Linked DNA regions of Zea mays: region 1 is linked to region 2. Evidence: chromatin contacts called from public Hi-C data. All regions are on one chromosome and are shown on one strand. The core of a region is the stretch at or near the end of the contact, and the rest is flanking DNA. Distances in the headings are between cores, read along the strand shown. Region 1 holds the start of LOC100125638 (granule bound starch synthase IIa precursor). Region 2 has its middle 19 kb from the start of LOC100272837.

Evidence for each region. A called contact is a pair of places that touch in the nucleus more often than the background predicts.
Region 1: a Hi-C map of ear shows a contact between it and region 2, with 2.4 times the contacts expected there. The contact joins the promoter of LOC100125638 here to the enhancer-like site in region 2. A contact is called at or near these places in 3 of 25 Hi-C or Micro-C datasets (ear, leaf and tassel).

The regions. Positions count from the first base shown.
Region 1 is chr7:35,893,673-35,896,372 of Zm-B73-REFERENCE-NAM-5.0, reverse strand. It overlaps LOC100125638 (granule bound starch synthase IIa precursor), which reads left to right and starts at 1,438. Exons shown (of 14, transcript NM_001347904.1): 1 at 1,438-2,045.
Region 2 is chr7:35,478,689-35,481,388 of Zm-B73-REFERENCE-NAM-5.0, reverse strand. No RefSeq gene overlaps it. Among protein-coding and RNA genes, the nearest start is that of LOC100272837, 19 kb to the right of the region's middle. Within about 2 kb of position 1,423, at least 14 of the 20 cell types and tissues checked have an H3K27ac peak or open chromatin away from gene starts, as enhancers often do. A contact at or near this core is called in ear, leaf and tassel, where this site is marked.

The sequences.
Region 1 (2,700 bases), core at 189-2,688, 410 kb before region 2:
TGCCTAATGTTATACTTCTGGTATACCAGGCGCCTAAATCACAGGATGAAAAACTTCCTAACTTCATACCTAGAACAGTTGTCTGGATCTGCTAAACTCCTATGGGCTTGGCAACAAAAATTACGATTTTTTAACACAGCTTCAGTGGTAATGTACATTTATCCTCACTGAAGTTTTCGTTTGATGGGGTAGAAGATGCTATACCTCTAGTAGGGATGGATCTGGGCCGCAAGACGGCGAATCAAACAAAATACGACTGGAGTTGTAAATCAATCGGGAAATAGAAAATGATTTGCCGTGGAGTTGTAAAGCAAAATACCTTAAGAAGGGGAGATTTACTGCCCACCAAGTCGAATCGAAGGGGATCCGTCTGGATCTGATGGCGCCGTTGATGGTCGGAGACGGAAGCCAACTAATCGGTCGCGAGAAACCTCGGCGGAAGCGGATTTTACCCCTCTTCGTCTTCGGTCGCGAACGGCACTGCGTGCTGACGACGTCGACTTCGTCTTCTGCGCACCCGAGCGGGGCCGGTGCCGACTCCACCGGCCGACGGGAGATCCGCCGCCGCGTCGCCTCGAAAAATCGCCCTTCCGCGGACGAGTGGAGACGGAGTGAGGTGGAGCGAGATGTTTCCGGTGTCTGGCGCGGGCGGCTCCTTCCGCGCGAAGAAGGCGAGGGGGCGGCTACAGTGAACCCCTGCATCTGGCGTGAGAGAGAAGAGCGTCGCGAGGAAGGGGAGAGGGTAGCGCTCACCGCTGCGCGAGGAAGGGGGAGACTGTAGCCCCTAAACGATGAACAATTTTAGCGTAGGGAAGGTGAAGAGGCATGCGTTGCAGTGAGTCTCAGGCACCGAGACGCACCAGTGTCGCCGCTGTGCCCAACTGCTTGTGTTGTGTGGCTGCGCCAGTGCGTTGGAGCCTGGAGCTCCCGGCTTCCAAGTTCCAACTTCCCAACAGCTAGCCCGCCACACCTCATCCAACAAACAACACCTGACTAATTAATACATGTGGATATATATTTTATTATTAATTTTTATCTTGTTGATTTCTAATTCACTATATTTTTCAGTGCTTAATTGTTCAATGTTAAACTTTATATCTATTTATCGAATTGTTTAATAAATTTACTATAAAATTATATCTGCATTCAATAGAATTGTATATATATATATTTTTGTTATTGACACACCCTATATAAAAGTCCTATGACGCTGCCATATGCTCGCCTCGTGTGGTTTAGCGCCACATTTGGCAGATAAAACTCTTTCTGGTGGAGCATTTTCGTCCGGATTTATTATCTTTTTGTAGGAGAAAGAAATAAAATCGCAGTACCTTTTTGAGGGCAGAAATAATTAAAAGTTCAAACCATCGTGGGGGGTCCGTCCCAGCACATGTGGCGTCGTTTCCTCGTGTCCCTCCGACACGCCGCCCTCCGTGGCTGCCTGCCGCTAACCGACGCCGGCGCACATCGCCTTTTCCCGCCTCCGGAACCAACGGCTCACGCTCCCCACCACTTCCCCCGCGCCCCTGCCGCGCACGGGGAAGACCACGAATTCTAGGCCCTTTTCCGCTGCTGGGCCCAGGGACGAACCGACGGCCCTCGTGCCGCCTGCCCGCCCCGAGGCCCCCACTTGCCCTTGCCTCACATCTCACCTTTTGCCTCGGCATATTCGCCTCCGATCGAACGCAGTCGCGGGCCGGTGCGGGTACGCTGCTGGTGAGGCGCCCGCGGCCCACCACCCCATGTCACCATGTGCGGTGGCCGCCGTGCTGGTGATGCGGGCAGCGGCCGGTGCAGCGATTGTGTGGCGCCCGTGCGCTAGCCACTAGGCGGGGCGCACGCCGCCTGTCACGTGGGCGATATTTTTCCTGGCCCTCGGCGGTCGGCGCGCTGCGTCGCCGCTTGCTTCCTCCTCTACTTGAGTGCCGAGTCGCCTCCGCGCTCTGCAGTCCCCCGACCCGGAGCCAAAGCCAACAAACAGCCGCTCCGCCTTCTTCCGCGGCTGCAGCCAGCGCGAGGTACCTGGCTGGCATTTTGCATTTGAGGTCCTTTCCTGCTTCCTGATCTTCTCCTCTACGCCCCTTTCGTTTCAAAATGCACTTGGGATTTGGGGGGGGGGGGGCAGTGGGCACTGCAGAGGGGGCTAGCAGAAGTTCTGGGGATTGCATGCTTTTTGTCCACCGTGAAGTTGTCTTTGTTCTGTGGTTTTGCACTTGGGACTTGGCTTCGGATTTTGGACAGTGTGACGTTCGTGTGCGCTAAGGTTTGCTAACCTTACTGTTTATTGTTTCACAATGTGCAAAATCAATCTCATTCTTACTCATCCCGTGCATCCTGCTCCGTGCACGCTCCCTATTTCGGCTTCAGTATCTGGGAGAGTACTATGTTCTCCCTTGGAGCGTCTGCCCGAATCCAGAGGTAGTTTGGTCAGGGGGGTTCCGAGAAAGTGATCCTGGGGTCACCTCTTCCACGCAAACGCGTTGTGTTGCTAGAAGTTTACTTAGAGGCACTTAATATGATGTTTTCGTATCAGGGCACCATTTCCTACATGAATCATTACACTCAGCCCTACGTGCCGTCACGTGCACACTTCTCTGATGGCAGGATCACGCCTTCTGAACAAATCTAGCACATCTTTTGGATATGCCAATAAAACACTGTTGTCCGAAGTACATGGGGGGTTGTATAATAACTTATTGA
Region 2 (2,700 bases), core at 174-2,673:
GGAGGACTGGCATATAGTCTATGCTGACGCTACGATCCCGTGGAGAGGATGGGTCGACGACAGCGGCGGTGCCAGTGAGATGGACCGAGCAGCAATGACGCGGGGGAGGGGGAGGCCAGGGGCAGCGGGGTCGCACAGGAGGGGGATGAGGATGCGAAGAAGGGAGAGGTCCGGGGGATGAGGGATGAGTGATGATTCATATAATATTATCCATTAAATTTGATGGTGTGTTAAATCTGGGTGTAATTTGTTTGATAGATTTAGTGGAGATTTTGGGTGGGGTGAATTGATTCGGTAGGTTATATAAAGTTTAAACTGATGAATTATATAGTGGTAAAGATAAACAGAAACAAAGATATCTTATTACTTGAACGTTGCATGTATGCCCTTCAATCGTATGTATATAGGGGAGCACAATTCTTCAACAGCTACCCTATACACTCTCTCTATATAAAGAGAGAGCTCCATATATACTTTAATTAAGCCTTTTGTGCAATATTAATTATATTTATGCTCCATGACATCATAATAATGTTTATTATGGCAGTGCAAATATTATATTTTTTAAGATTTAAAATAATAATAATAAATAAATGTTAAATCTGACAATGTATAGGGGCTCTATAGGAGAAATGATTGGAGCCGTTCTTTTAAAGACATATTGAAAAATATATTAGAAAATACAAATAAAGTTAGATGTATAGATAGAATTGTTAAAACAGTTTAAATTTGTGATCAATAGATCATGTATATGATCATATAAAATATATTGTTTATAAAGTAAAGTTCAAAATAAGAGCTAAGATAAATTTGTTGGAGATAGCATAATGGACACACTCACACAGAAGTACCCTATCTGCTCCGAGAATGTATAATTAATTCAAATATTTGAGCAAGTGCGGTGCAGGCCACCTGGCAACTGTAGCCCCGGCGGATTGACGTACACCGGTACACGACGACCAATTAAGCAGCACGCGCGAGGGATCCGGGGATCTGATGCCACAAAAAGAAATAGATGGATTAGAAAAAAAGATTTCCATGCGTACGTCTTAGGTATTAACTCCCCCGGAGAAACTGTGCAGGGGGAAAGGGGAATGCATCACCGATCAGTTCAGATGACTACTGACTGGAACTGGAAACCAGCAGGATGTGACCATGAAAGCGAGAGGCATAGAAAGAGACGAGCGGTTTAATTTAGATACTTTACACAGTCTTTGGATTTATTAGATTCGAATCTAAATTGTTTTAGTCAAACACCATCGACCTACCTCGCCTCGCCCCCGGCCGGTCGCGCGTCCGCCCTTGGCAGCCAGCCCCGCGTGGCCCTTGCCGGTCGGCCGCACGCTCGCCACTGCCACTGTCTCCGCCGGTCTCGTCTCACGCCGCCGCGCCCGCCCCAGCTGCCATGCGCGCTTGCACTGGCCGCGCTTCAGGACCCCCGCGCACGCGTCTGCCTTGGACAGCAGCCGCGATAGCCCCACGCGGCCACGCCCGTCCCGGTTGGTGCCGCGCCGGTTGCGCCCGCCCTCCTGGTCGGTGTCTCGTTAGATTGTCTCCCGTACACAGAGTAAAATAAAGAACCTGGAACAATACAATACTATTTGTAGAGTGGAGTTTAAAATAGTTAAAGATAACTTTTAAGCAAATATAAAAGCACAGAAGAAAGAAGCAACAGATAGGAAAGAAAAGATAGAAACAAATGATGGGTAAGGTTTAGATGTGAGAAAAATAGTTTTTTGGACTCCAAACGAAGTGCTGCTTCGTGCTTCGCACTTTTGCCATCGTAAGATTAACTTTGTAAAGTAAGGCTCAAAACATGTCACACTTAGTTACAATTTTGACTACTTTATATATCGAGAAAATGTTATGGGATAAAACTGATATTAATGATAAATAATTTTATACATGTCACTGCCGGAATCAATATCTTCGCCGAGTGCCGGAAGCACTCGGCGAAGCCCTAAAAACACTCGGCAAAGAAGGCTCGGCAAACAGTGCATCGGCAAAGACTTCTTTGCCGAGTACTTTTTCTCGGGCACTCGGCGAAGATCTTTGCCGAGTGTCAGGGAGCACTCGGCAAAGAAAAGCGACCGTTACGGCGCCGGTTGACGGAGACGGCGGCTTTGCCAAGTGTCACCGTTGACACTCGGCAACGAAGATATCTTTGCCGAGTGTCCTCCTGGTCGCACTCGGCAAAGCCGCCTTCTTTGCCGAGTGCCGTTTGGTACACTCGGCAAAGAGCCCGCCAGGGAGGGTCCCCGTGTCAGGCTCTTTGCCGAGTGTCCCAGTTGGCACTCGGCAAAGCCGACCTCTTTGCCGAGTGTCAGCGACATAACACTCGGCAAAGAACCTAAGCCGGTGCCCAGGTCTGTGCTCTTTGCCGAGTGTTTTGACCCAGACACTCGGCAAAGAGCCTCTTTGCCGAGTGTTACACTCGGCAAAGTGACCAGTATGTACCTTTTTTATTTGATTTTTGTTTTCCATCCACACAAACAGAAGATATCACATATATATCACATATATACATCACAGATATCATCACAGACATAAATAGCCAACACAAACATAAAACCGTGACCACAAACATAAATATTCATCACAAACATAAGTGTTCAACACAAGTATTAAACACAAACATAAGTCTCAAACGTCGCAAGCTCTCACATAAGTATCAAACAGAAACATAAGTATTATACATAA